Regions from separate parts of the Sus scrofa genome. Here region 1 is linked to region 2. The links are chromatin contacts, called in public promoter capture Hi-C maps. All regions are on one chromosome and are shown on one strand. The core of a region is the stretch at or near the end of the contact, and the rest is flanking DNA. Distances in the headings are between cores, read along the strand shown.

The links. Promoter capture Hi-C pulls out the DNA fragments that hold promoters and counts their contacts.
Region 1: a contact with region 2 is called in a promoter capture Hi-C map of liver, with 4 times the contacts expected there. The contact joins the promoter of RPAP3 here to the promoter of SCAF11 in region 2. A contact is called at or near these places in 1 of 5 promoter capture datasets (liver) and 1 of 2 datasets of contacts at active chromatin or transcription factors (skeletal muscle).

What each region holds. Positions count from the first base shown.
Region 1 is chr5:78,061,400-78,068,966 of Sscrofa11.1, forward strand. It overlaps RPAP3 (RNA polymerase II-associated protein 3), which reads right to left and starts at 4,853. Exons shown (of 18, transcript XM_021092589.1): 1 at 4,763-4,853; 2 at 1,715-1,896; 3 at 507-647. The coding sequence starts at 1,867. It overlaps LOC110260775 (a long non-coding RNA gene), which reads left to right and starts at 4,035. Exons shown (of 3, transcript XR_002344182.1): 1 at 4,035-4,958.
Region 2 is chr5:76,874,446-76,881,388 of Sscrofa11.1, forward strand. It overlaps SCAF11 (protein SCAF11), which reads right to left and starts at 2,206. Exons shown (of 15, transcript XM_021092989.1): 1 at 1,944-2,206.

The DNA.
Region 1 (7,567 bases), core at 3,603-6,102, 1.2 Mb after region 2:
ACTATACAGGGGTAACACAAGAGAGATCTTTGTATTTGCTAATTAATGATATTTTCGTATCTTAACTGCAATGGTGGTTACCCAAATCCACAAGTCTTAAAATAGCCCAGAACTATACCTACATTGTATTGATGTCCATTTACTGGTTTTGATACTATACTATAGTTAAATAAGATATAACTACTCAGGGAAATTGGGTGGAGAGTATACTGGACCTCCATGAACTATTTTTGCAAAAAGAAAAGAAAGAAAAAAGAGGAAAAAAGAATTCAGCTATTTTAGCTACTACTCACTGAAAGAGAACTATAGGAGAAAAAAAAATCTAGGTAATTGAAGAGCTATGTAATTAAGTTTTTATTCCATGTAAAATCATAAGAGAAAAACATAAGTCCTAAGAGCATTACATTATTTTTCATTTAATCCACGACTCTTAACTAAAACCAAGAAAAAGTTACTCGAATACTAAGAGTAAATTTTACTAAGAGCACATAAATGGATTAACTTACCACATCAAGTTTTGCCCATGCCTCATAATCATAAGATTTTATCCTGTTTTTCGTGTTTTCATCTTTGGTTTTTGTAGATGACTCTTTAACTTTGCCTTTCTTCTTTTTCCTAAAATTCCCATTCCGAATAGGAGGCAAATTCTCGGGAGGAAAAACAACAGAGTGTTTGGAGACTGGTTTAGTACTTTTCCGTACAACTAGCAAGTTTAAATTTTTCACTAAATTGTATTTTCAAGTAAAAGTAATTTTTAATTTAATCTTCAAGTGGTTAGAAATACCAGTTCGCCATCTTCATTTATAACAACTTACGCTTGAAAAGTCTAATTTATCCTTGACAAATACTGAACATTGTTCAGTCAAAAGAAAAGTATGACCTAGAAATTCTAATTATTCATCCAACTTGCAATCCTATAATCAAACTTCAAAAACTTCCTCAGCCTTAGTACAATGATTTAGCAGTAGCATAAGAGCAAACTGAACTGCCCCCACATCATTACATACAGTATGAAAAAGCTATCCATATATTTGAATGTACTGTCTTAAGGAAAACATTTGGTTGAGCCTGGGTACTAAGTTTTTAAAGGCAATACTCTTCGCTAATATATCACTAAATATATAACTATATATGGTATACATAATATATATACAAATCTACATATTTTATGATCGTGTTCGCCTACCTTAAGAATTATCACAGTCTTCCTTTCAGTAACTATTCACTAAGGCTTAAAATGTCTTTACATAGTTAATACAATTGTTACAAAGACTTTAAAAAGCAGAGTGTTCCAAAATGTTGGCAGAAGGCAAATCATTTTAATCAGTACTTCCACAAAACATTTTAAAGGCAGTACTTTACTTATTTATTTATTTATTTAATTATTTTTATTTTTATTTTTTTGTCTTTTCTAGGGCTGCACCGGAGGCATGTGGAGGTTCCCAGGCTAGGGGTCTAATTGGAGTTGTAGCCACCAGCCTACGCCAGAGGCATAGCAACATGGGATCCGAGCCTCGTCTGCAACCTACACCACAGCTCACAGCAACGCTGGATCCTTAACCCACTGAGAGAGGCTAGGGATTGAACCCACAACCTCATGGTTCCTAGTCGGATTCGTTAACCACTGAGCCATGACGGGAACTCCGGTAGTACTTTACTTTAAAATAAACAGTTTTGCTAGATGCTAAAACAGGAATTTAGTTAAGAAATTTACCTCTTCAGGAACACCATTCTGTCTTCTTAGTTCCATATCCTTTTGTTTAATATCTTTTTCCCAGTTTTCTAAATCCCTCATAAAGTCTTGCAGCTCTTCTGCATTTTGTTTCACTTGTAGTTGTAATTCAATTGCTTTATTTGTTGAAGTCATTGTGGCCTGCAGAGTTCTGACCAACCAACCTTTGTTAAAAATTAAATAGATTTGTTTTTTGAAACCTAGCTAATTAATGATTTTTACCTCTTCATAAATGGCCAAGATACAAGTAAAGAAGGGAGCCTAAAGTGATGCAGAAGAAAAAAAAATCAGTATTTCATGTTTCAAATGAATTGATCAACATTTGTTGAATAATAAATGCAAAAAAAAAAAAAAAAGACAAGTTTGGGTGTCTCCACATTGCAATGTAATGAAAGGCAATGGGGAGGAAATCACTGAAATTAGCAAGTAGCCTTTGGTAGGTTGGCTGCTCATCTCTAGAGTTTATAAGTTTAGCCTAAATACATCCTTTACTCCTTTTCATAATTTTTTTTTTTTGCATGAACCCATTCAGAAGTTCCTTGGCCAGGGATCAATGCCACGCCATCAGCAACCTGACTACAATTTTCAAAAGCAAAGAGGTTTCAGGATTGGAGGACAAGTGTAAAGACAATTTTCCTGTTTGGGATAAGCTTAATTTGAGTTCTTATGGGACATCAGGAGGACATACTGAGTAGGTACTTACCAAAATATACATTTGGGTGTCATTAGCATAGACAATATGGGCTAGAAATATAAATTTGGGTGTCATTAGCATAAAGATAGAAGCTACATTGAGAAGCAAGATGATGGGCTCACGGTGAGCAGAAGTCAAGGGATGAAATATAGGTATACCTAGAAGCAGATTTTAAAAACACTTTCTCTTCAGATTATCTTCTTTCATACTAACTGATAATCATCTTGATACAACAGCATGCTATCACCCTTCTGTGGACATTCCATATGAACACACAAAACCTATCCCTCGGCCAGATCCTGTACATGATATTGAAGAAACACATGATCTAGTGCTGACACCCAGATTAGAAGGAAAAGGTGAACACTTAGAGCAAGGACCCATGACAGAACAACTTAGCAAAATGTTCTTTACTACTAAGCACTTTTGGTATCCTCATGGACAGAATCATAGATGTCGTAGGAAACCAAATCCTCCAAAACACAGATGATACTGAGATTTTCAGAAATCAAAGAAAAACATTATTCTGCATTTCATTTGCCGTTTGAGAAAATACAGTTGGGTATTTCACCAGTATGTTATACAGTGAAATAATTAAAAGGTCTTAAAAAAGAAGCTACAATTGTGGGATTTGGACATGTTTAACTACTGTGACAAAGGGGGTAGGGGGGACAGGAGAACACTAACATTTAGGGAACAAACCAAGGAAGACAGGCCAACCCAGTAAAAACTAAGCAGTGGCATCTAGAGAGCTGGGAAGAAAACTTGGAATACTGTCACAGAAGAGAATTTTCAAAAAGATACTTAACAATGCCAAATACCGCAGAGATCATACAGGAGAAATAATGTACGTTAAATTTGTTTAGTCATATAAAGATTACACAGTTTTTTGGTTTGTTTTTTGTCTTTTTAGAGCCACATCCAAGGCATGTGGAAGTTCCCAGGCTAGGGGTCTAATTGGAGCTGCAGCGGCCTGCCTACGCCATAGCCACAGAAACTTGTGACCCAAACTGCATCTCCGACCTACACCACAGCTCATAGCCAACGCCATATCCCCCACCCACTGATTGTGGCCAGGGATGAAACCCACATCCCCATGGATACTAGTCGGGTTCATTACCACTGAGCCACAACAGGAACTCCCGATTACATACAGTTTTAATGGAATTTTTTTAGGAACAGAGATAAAATGAGCTGAGTAAATAAGACATAACGGAGATCAGCATAATTTTGCCTTTCATAACCTAAAATTGCTCAGGAGTATGGGTGGAGGGGGGCAGTGAGAAACAGGGTAAAAGAAGATACAGGAGGGGACAGGTGGGGAGGCGGGGAACGGACTGGGGGTCTGGGACTGGCATATGCACACCGAGGTATACAGAACCATGGACCAACAGGAACCTGCTGTACAGTGCAGAGAACTCTACAGAGTATACTGTGATAATCTATGTGGGAAAAGAATCAGAGAATGGATATGTGTGCATGTATCACTGGCTCACTTTGAAGTACGGCAGAAACTATCACAGCCTCGTAACTTAACTATATTTCAAAAAACTAAAAAAAAAAAAAAAAAAAAAAAAGATATAGGAAAGGGGATGAGTGATGGGGCAAGGTGCCCAAAAAGTGCAGTAGGTTTGGAGGGAAAGATAGAGGAGACTAGAAAAATGATTCTTCTTGGAGGAAAAGATGTTTGCAACGACAGATAAGACCCCTAGTCATGGCCCAGAAACTAAAGTTTAAGCTTCTTTCAGGCAGTGCCCATATTTGATCATATATGTACATCTCATGAAAAAAATAAAACTAGAACAATGCTTTGCGGGGGGGGCTCAAAAAACGTGAATAAAAGCGTAACAAGGCATTGAGTTACTGTAGGAAGTAGAAAGCTTTTCCATTTCACCCATCACCTCTCTGCTCCCACAGAACCTGTATCCAGGCACGCAACCAGAAACTTCCAGCGCCTGGAGGTATCACTTTCTACTCTACATCCGAGCGAGCATTGCACACCCCCGCCGAAAGGGGGCGGGCCCCACAGAGGTCTCGGGAGGGTGGGTCTGCGGCCCTGACCACCACAAACCGACCAATGCCCGCGGCACCCAGGGTGGAGAGACCCCCAGCAAAGCTGACCGTCTAGGGACTGGCCTCCCGAACTCGCTCCCCAGTGCGCCGCTACCCTGGACACCGCCACGCCGCCCCAACGCGGTGCCCCCGCCGCCCGCCCTGGCCTTCTCGGTCTCTCCCGGTACCCACAGCAGCAAACCCTCCTCCTGCGGGGAGACCCCAGAAGCCTCCTTGCTGCCGTAGCTCCCTCGCAAAAAGTGACAACCGTAAAGCTGGCTCACCTCACCAGGCCACTACCGGCCCCACAACCGCCGCGCCCGACTCTCAGCTACTCACGCCGGCCCCGCCTTCCTGAGCTATCCCACAAGTCCTCGCGTGGCCTCGCCCCGCCCCCTGGAGCCAGGACGGAGCGTGCGCAGAAGATCAGGTGCGCTGAGCCCTCCTCCTCTGGGTGGAATCAGCCTAGAGGATTGACAGGTGTGTTAAAGCAAAATCTGACTCTGCCTGCTTCCAGCTTCACAGTAGGTACTCCAAAAACTGCAGGATCATCCTGGCCTGTTCTGATTCCCCACATAATAATAACTTGAATAATGCTTTGGATCGCTCCCACTGTTATCCCTAATATTTGCCTTGCTGGTTTGTAACCGTATTTTATCACTTTTGTGCATATGAAAATCACGTGGGGGAATTCCCGTCGTGGCTCAGCGGAAACGAATCTGTCTAGGATCCATGAGGATGCAGGTTCAATCCCTGGGCTCGCTCAGTGGGTTAAGTATCTGGCGTTGCCGTGAGCTGTGGTGTAGGCCAGTGGCTACAGCACCGATTCAACCCCTAGCTTGGGAACCTCCATGTGCCATGGGTGAGGCCCTAAAAAAAAAAAAAAAAGAAAGAAAAGAAAAAGAAAATCATGTGGGAAAGTTACTGTTTCTCTACCATGAACAGGCTATGGTAACTATACTAATTTTGCAGGGTTTTTTTTAATCTTTAAGTACTTGTATTTGGCAAATCTGTTCTTCAGTCTGACTACCTTGCACTTTTGCAAGTAAATTCCTTCCTTTTCTAAGTATCTATCTCTGAATCTTTCTTGGACGTGTGTCAGTATTAAGACCTATCTTTTGATGTGCCCTAGCCACTAAGTGAAAAGAACATGAAGCTTTTAACATTATGTGCTTCTGCTTCCTGTGTGAGTGAACTTTCATTTTCATGGCAAGTCTAAAACTGTAAAACAGGAGTTCCAGTCGTGGCTCAGTGGTTTATGAACCCGGCTAGTATCCATGAGGACGCAGGTTCAATTCCTGGCCTCAGTGGGTTAAGGATCCTGCGTTGCCTGAGCTTAGGCGTAGGTCACAGACGTGGCTCAGATCCCACATTGCTGTGGCTACAGCTCTGATTAGACCCCTAGCCTGGGAACTTGTATATGCCACAGATGCAGCCCTGAAAGGCAAAAAAAAAAAAAAAAAGTATAAAACAAAATAAAATTGTAAAACAAAAATAATTTTAAAAGCCCGTGAAAACAGACAGAAACAAATAAACCTTTCCATCTGAAATAGCCCTATAATTTTTTCTTTTTAGCTTTTTTTTAGGGCTGTTCCTGCGGCATATGGAGATTTCCAGGCTAAGGGTCGAATCTGAGCTACAGCTGCCAGCCTACGCCACAGCTCACTGCAACGCCAGATCCTTAACCCACTGAGCAATGCCAGGGATCGAACCTGCAACCTCATGGTTCCTAGACAGATTCGCTAACCACTATGCCTCAACGGGAACTCCTAATGTGGTAATGTTTCCATTTCCTTTTCATCTGTATATGTTTTTATATTTAAAGTGGGTTTCTTGTTACAACATATAATTGGGTCTTATTTTTGTTTTTGTTTCATTTTGCTTTTTAGGGCCGCGCCCACAGCATATGGAAGTTCCCAGTCTAGGAGTTGAATTGGAGCTACAGCTGCTGGCCTACACCACAGCCATAGCAACATCAGATCAAAGCTGCATGTGCAACCTACACCACAGCTCTTGGCAATGTGGGATTCCTGACCCACTGGGCAAGGCCAGGGATGGAACCCACATCCTCACAGATGCTAGTCGCATTTGTTTTCAATGCACCACAACAGGAACTCTTGGATCTTGTGTTTTAATTTACTCTGAGAGTCTCTAACTTTGATTGGTACATGAAGAACATTGACATTTAAAGTGATTACTGATATAGTTGTATTAATATCTACCATTTTCATTACTGTTTTCTTTTTGTTGCCCTTGTTCTTTGTTCCTATTTTGTCTTCTACTCTTTTTTCTGCCTTTTATGCTTTTGAGTATTTTATATGATTCCATTTTCTCTCCTTTCTTAGCATATCAGTTATACTTCTTTTTTAACTTTTTTTTTTAATTTATTTCTTTTTTCCGCTGTACAGCATGGGGACCAAGTTACACTTACAAGTATACATTTTTTTTCCACCCTTTGTTCTGTTGCAATATAAGTTTTTTTTAACTTTTTTTAATGGTTGCCATAGAGTTTGCAATATATATATATATACTCAGCTAAACCATGTGCACTTGCAAATATCACTGCCACTTCCTGGATAGTATGAGTACTTTATAATAACAAATTAATCCTAATTCTTCCCTCCCGTCCCTTGTACCTGTCACTCATTTCATATATATATGTGTGTGTGTGTGTGTGTGTGTGTGTGTGTATTTATACATAGATACACACATACATGCATACATACATGCATAAGTATGTATCATCAAATATATTGTTATTATTATTATCTTGAACAAACTGTTATCAATTAAGAATCAGAAAAATGAAAGTTTTTATTTTGTCTTCACTTATTCCTTCTTTGACACTCTTCCTTTCTTTATATAGGTCCATGTTTCTGACCTATATTAGTTTCCTTCTCTCTAAAGAACTTCTGCTAACATTTCATGCCAAGCAAGTCTACTGGCAACAAATTCCCACAATTTTCATTTACTTGAAAAAGTCGTTATTTCTCCTTCACTTTCCTTTTGAAGGATAGTTTGCAGGGTACAGATTCTAGGTTGGTGAGGGTTTTCTCTCAACACATTACATATTTCATTCCTCTCTCTTC
Region 2 (6,943 bases), core at 956-3,455:
CAGCCCTGATTCATCCCATCTCTGCTGATTAACAGCACAACTTTAAAGAAAACTGCCTAAGTATTGGTTAGTATCCAAAGGATTATGGGGAAGCTGAGTGACCCCTAAAGAGTTTCAATCTCCTGGACCCCCATTACCACCACCTAAAGGCATACAAAAAAATTCCCCTTAAAAATTTCTCCATGACACATGTTTCAGGCAGCATATTTAGGAACAATTTCCATTTTCTTTCACAGATTTCTTCCCCCTTAACATACTGAAGAATGTCTTTACAGAACAGTACATGAGTACCCTTGGAGTAAGCAGACATCCAAATCTTACACGGCCAAAATGTGAAGATGTACTCAAATTCTCAGGCAACAAAAGGTCACTATCTGAATGTAAAACTATATACTTGTAAGACCAAAATACATTATAGCAAAAAAGTGCAGTTACAATAAGCAGGGCTAATATTAAATAAATCCTTCACATTGCATAAACAAAACATAAATTCCAATTATCTTTGATAAAATAGTATCATGCAAAAAGAAATCCAGAACAATTTAAAAATTTCAATTCTTATGGACAGTAAGTTAAAACAAGAAAAACGAAAGTCCCATAAACTTTTAATTTCAGCTCTCAGCCAACAGCAAAAAAAAAAAAAAAAAAAAAAAAAAAAAAGATTAAGCCAACTGCCGAACAGGAAAGAGAAAGCAATGGTCTGGAAAGACACTTGATTATGTATCAAAATTTTAATGCCAACAAAACACAAAAACTAGCAGTTATTTTAAGAATGTGTTTCAAAATCCTGCGACTGAGGTTAAGTAGTAATATGCATGAATTAGCTTTTCTTTTAAAATGAAGAAACACCTTTTAAATACGCTTTTTCCAATATTCAGTTAATTTCCAAAACTGCAAAAATTTAAGAACAGCCTGTACTAGCCAAAGCATTATATTAAAAACTTTTTGGTCAGTTTGGCCTAAAAAATCTTAGCTCACAGATAGTATGATAAAGATGTCAAAATGAAAGCCAAAATGAATGAAAAAAGCTCAACTCGTAGGCACTATACGTAATACGGCACAGAAACACTTTGAGGATATTTTAAAATTCCACATTTGAATCTGAATGCTTTAATCAACTACTCCAAATCAGGCGCTTACTTTAACACAATTTTTCAAAATACGGGGGGTTGGGGGGGGGGCAAGACAGACATCCATTTGTAAGCAGCGTCTTTAAAGATTCAAAATTCCTTGTATCTGAGGAGGGACGCCTGATGGAGCTAAGTTTAGATCTCCTGGCCCTTTTGTTGTCAGCCCAGGAAACTGGTTTAGAAATTGGGGGTGGAAGAAGAGTTTGAAATTCAGGGCACGGGGTGACGCGGGTGCTCACAAGTGCGGGCTCTGCCCTGGTCGCGCACTCCGAGAGGTCACGGCGCAGTAAAGTTTGGTTTCACAAGCGAGCTTGGACGCTACCGACAAAAGCAAAGTCTCGCAAGTCAAGCGGGCGCGGGGGTCGGGGAGCGCCCGGAAGCCCAGCAGGACACGTTTCCACCGCGGGGAGGGGGGTGTCCGTGTGGCGACTCCGTCGCCGAGCCTCTAACCTCAACCCATTCCCCCAGGACCCCCGGGCGGGGACTGGTTCCGCCGACGGGAGGCGGGTAGGCCACAAGAAGGAAATGGGACGGGGTACCGACAGCGAGGCGGCGGCGGCCCAAGCGCGGCCTCCCTCGCCGGGTGGCGAGAGGCAAGGGGGGCCTTGCCCGCCGCAACCTCCCCCGCCTCCAGAGGCAGCTCCAACTTTCCTCCGAGCGCAGGACGCCGCCTGGGCCGCGCGGGATTCCGAAACTTTGTGCGCCCTCCCGCGTCGCCCCGGGCCCGCTCCCCCGCCCTGCGCCGGCGCGTAACCCCCACCCCGCCCGAGAGCGGCCCGCGCCAGTCCACCCCTGGGGTCGGCCGGTGTTTACCTCAGGCCGAGGTCGAGGCGCGGGGATTCCGGCGGCGGCCCCAATGCAGGTCCCTAGGTCCCCGTCACGCCGCCGCCAAGTTCCCCAACATGGACTCCTTCGTCCGCTTTCAGGTGTTCCGGGGGCCGCTGGGGCGCCGGCTCTGCTGGCTGGGGCGGGTGGCGGCGGCGAAGCAGGGAGCGGACCCGGGCTGCGCTGCTCCGCGCGTCTTGCGCCACCGCTGCTCCCCCTCCCCCGCTCCTCGCCGGGCCTCCTCCCTCCCCGTTCCGCGCGTCCCCTTCCCCCTCCCTCCCGCTCTGCTCCTCTCAGCTCAGCGGCGCCTCCACTGGTCGACGCGCTACGGTGGCGACGGCGGCGGCGGCGGCGGCGGCAGCGGCAGCAGGACGGTCGGCGCTTTCCCAACTCATTTGCTCGCTCTAGCCCTGCGAGCAAGGTCGCAGCAATCAACCGGACCGCAGGGGGGCGCTGGCAAACCACCCTTTGCGCCAGAGGAACGTGACGGGCGGAGTCACGTCCCGTGGCCTGCGAGCGGGAGGGAAAACAGCGGCTAGTGGCTTCTGGGAAACATTCTCAGTGCCCGGCTCTCCCCCCACGCCGCGGGCCCTGCGCATGCGCCGTGCGTGGAGCGCCGCTGCTGGCTCTGCTTTGGCAGCGGTACCGGGTAAGCTGTTTGAAACACAATGAAGTAGGCTCTTGGGGACCTGGACGTGCGGGGGTTTGCGCGGCATTTGCTATCCTCTCTTTATGGTAATCTGATATGAAGAGTGTTTGTTGTTTGGCTTTGGGTTGAGTGTTCACCCAGCAGCATTGCCCACCTGAACCGCATCTTGCGGGGAGGCTGAAGTGGCCAGAACTCGTTAGCCCACCTCTTCCCTCCAGGTGGGCTTTTTAAACAGGCCTAGGGGAGAAGTTTCCCACGTGACTCATCAAACTTAGGCATAGCCCCGTGTCTTAATTCCCACAACAAAAAATTAAACTTGATGATCCACTCGTTGGTTGATAGTGACAGGTAATGATTCACTCCAGCAAGTGTCCGAGTCCGCCTAACGGAACATGTGTGCCACTCCTTCTCCCTCCGGTCGTCAAATCTTTTGTTTTACCTCCAAAATACCTTTCAGACTTTTTTAAAGTCACTCTTTACCCGCATAGTTTCTCCCGGACAGTTTCCTCACGGCTCCTGACTGCTCTTCCTGCCCTCAGTGTCCACCCCTCTTCTACCAGCAGGTCCTGGCAGCGCCCCCCGCCCTGTCCACGCCACTGTCCTGCCATCACCCCCCAACCCCCGCACCGTGTGCTGGAGCTCTTCCCGGGCCGCCCCACCTACTTGGCTCACCCAAGTTTCAGCTGTAGCCACCTTGCCACTCACACTTTTTCGTGTCGTCTGCCCCCTTCCTTTATGTCCTCATTGCCCAGGATGACTTTTTCCTCCTCACTTTCTCGGGACCCTGCCGAATGGGCACCCCTCTGCCTCTCTCCTCCGAGGTAGCTGGTTGCCATGACCCTCCTCACTTCTCTGGCTCCCCCATCTTGTGCCTCGTGTTTGGTCTGTTGAGGGTCAGTCTCACACTGTGAGCACTGGGACAATGTCTTAATACCTTCTTAATAACAGCTCCTGGCACAGTGCCTGTTACTCAATTAAGGACTTGGTAAATAGTTGCTGAAGGAGTGTATGAATGGCAGGCTTGTCTCTCTTTTTGTAATTTATTATTTTTAAAATTTTATTGGCATGTAGTTGATTTGCAATGTTGTTGCAATGTTGTCTCTATTTTCAAAGTGAGGTTTTTTACAATGTATAGTTTTTGATATAAGCTTTGGGAATTTAAATGGGCTTTACCGTGTTTGGGTATTTGAAAGAATGATAATCTAGAGAAGTTTATAGCAGTACATTATAAAGAATATGATAAAGAATGACTTAAGAAAACTTTGCTTAAGAAATTATATGATATAACCAGATCAACAAGCATTGTTAGGAGCCATTCAACTGAATACAATGAGAATGTCACCAAGCTTTGTGGTATAATTACATATATATATATATATATATATATAATCCTCACCCTAGAAAATCCAACTTCTTGGAGTATAACTCCAGATAGAGACTTCTAGTGTGCCATTCTTTTATGTAAAAATTTATGTACGAATATCTTTACATACTTGTTTTTGGGGAAAATGTTCTCTCTTAAAAATTAATCAAAGGTCAAATGATAACGTTTGCCAAATAAAAAAAACTGTAAATGGAGTTCCTGTCGTGGTGCAGTGGTTAACAAATCCGACTAGGAACCAGGAGGTTGCGGGTTCAATCCCTGCCCTTGCTCAGTGGGTTAAGGATCTGGCGTTGCCGTGAGCTGTGGTGTAGGTTGCAGACTTGGCTCAGATCCCTCGTTGCTGCAGCTCTGGTGTAGGCCAGGGGCTACAGCTCCAATTAGACCCCTAGCTGGGAACCTCCATATGCCACAGGAAGCAGCCGTAGAAAAGGCAAAAAAAGACAAAAAATTTTAAAAAAATTTTTTTTAATTTTAAAAACTATAATTTTTTTTTTTTTTTTTGGTCTTTTTAGGACCATACCTGAGACATATGGAAGTTCCCAGGCTAGGGGTCGAATCAGAGCTACAGCTGCTAGCCTACACCACAGCCACAGCAATGTGGAATCGAAGCCATGTCTGTGACCTACACCTTAGCTCCTGCCAATGCTGAATCTTTAACCCTCTGAGTGAGCCAGGGATCGAACCTGCATCCTCATGGATGCTAGTTGGGTTCTTAACTTGCTGAGCCACAACAGGAACTCCAAACTATAATTTTTAATTAACAATAATAGTATACCATTTCAGCAAAACTGAACAACACAAATCTTTTGATATATTTATTCACCAGCAGAAGATAAAATTTTCACTTTCTTACACTTGGCCTCCAGGTTTATCTGTGTTATTAACAGCAGAAGATCTGTCTCTAATTTTTAACTAATTAGAAAAAGACTGGGAAGAATAAACTACTGATGGAAATAAGAAAAAACCAATTTTCCTGGTAGTTGCTCCATGGTTTCGTTTGCTGCAGTGGGTTAACGATCCGTGAGCTGTGGTATAGGTGCGTGCAGTGGATCTGAGTTGCTGTGGTTTGGCGTAGGTGGCACAGCTTGACCCTGCTGGCTCCATATGCTGGGCGGTAGAGACAGGAAGACCTCATAGTCATATGCTGGTTTCTGCTTTATGTGTGGTAGAGGGTGGTGATTTTTGTCACTGTATATGTCTGTATATGCAGCATCTAATATTTACATGATGAGTTATATCCTGTATCTATATTTACAATCGACTAGGAACATGAGGTTGCAGGTTCGATCCCTGACTTGCTCAGTGGGTAACGATCGGGCGTTGCCGTGAGCTGTGGTGTAGGTTGCAGATGCGGCTCGGATCCCGCGTTGCTGTGCCTCTGGAGTAGGCCGGTGGCTACAGCTCCGATTCAACCCCTAGCCTGGGAACCTCCATATGCCGCGGGAGCGGCCCAAGAAATAGCAACAACAGCAACAACAAAAAGACAAAAAGACAAAAAAAGACAAAAAAAAAAACAAAAAAAAAACAAAGGGAGTTCCTACTGTGGCACAGCAGGTTAAGGATCTGGCATTGTCTCTGTGGCAGCATGGGTTCAATCCCCAGCCTGGTGCAGTGAGTTAAGGATCCATTGTTGCTGTTTCAGTGGTTAGGTCACAGCTGCTGCTTGGATTCAGTTGCTGGCCCGGGAACTTCCATGTGCAACAGGTGTAGCCATTTTTAAAAAAAAGCAAATGATATGCATCATAAAACTTCCTGTAACTAAATGTCCAATTGGTGTGTTGCACTTACCCAGAACTTAAAATATCTAACCTGTCAGGCAGCAACAGAAACCTGTATTCGCATACTTAGAAATGAAAGGTAATCAGTGTGTTGATTTTGACAGAGATTTATCAGGCATAACTGCTATTATTAATTTAACTATTTGAATATAATACAAAGTAAAAGTTAAGAGGGATAGTTATGGCATAAAGACACTTGGTTAAGTGGGAAACAGGGTCCTAACACAGACTGTCACTTAAGACCTTTGCAGTTTGAACAAATGGCCCAATTTTTCTGATCTCAGTTTCCATGCCTATTACAGTGGAAGTTTTTCATTTAATAACCTCTGTGGCATTTTCATAGCAGAAGTGTATAAATTCAAAGGGTGTACAGTTTAGGATTTTTATAAGCAAACTATGACCAAATACGCAGTATTTTTGTAAGAAAAATGAAAAATGCCTGCCAAGTTAATTTGTAGGAGTTTTTTGGTTGCTTGGTTTGTTTTAAGGCCAGTGGTTTTTACAACTGTGAAGGTTTGAATCAACGAAACTGATTATTGTCCAATTGTTTTCTGTGTGGAATTAAATTTATTTCAGCAAACAATCAGTTTGGTGTCCACTGTCTGGGAGGTGCTGTGAGGCGGTCATAGATAAATGAACAATGTGTCAGAGACAGTTTAATGGGTACAGATAACACAAATACAAAAACTAAGGAAGAATATAAATGTCATAAAAGGACTGAAAGCGAAGTGCCTAGTGGGGGCTGGGGTTGTCAAAGGAGGGAGGGGAATACAAGGACCAAGAGCAATTTCAGAAAGAGTAAATCTGACCAAAATATAGTCAGATAGCATTTCAAATTTGAAGACTCCAGATTCTCTCAAGTTAGTCTCCTGTTCCCCATAGCACCTCCTCCCCATTTTTACCACTCCTTTCAAGGCTCACCCTACAGTCACTCTCTCTGAGCCCCTCAACCCCCAACCCAGCAGAAGATCTTATCACAGTCTTCTTAGGAAATAATCTTCCTCACCTTCTTTCCCTATACCTACAAAGTCTATCACTGTCTCTACCCACACTAACTTGTTCCCCCCATCACAGAGGAAAAACTATCCCTTCTATCAATGAAGGCTTATGTTTCTACTGAGGCTGTAGATTTGTTTGTTTGTTTGTTTTCCAGACTTTGGGATTTCCATACCATTAA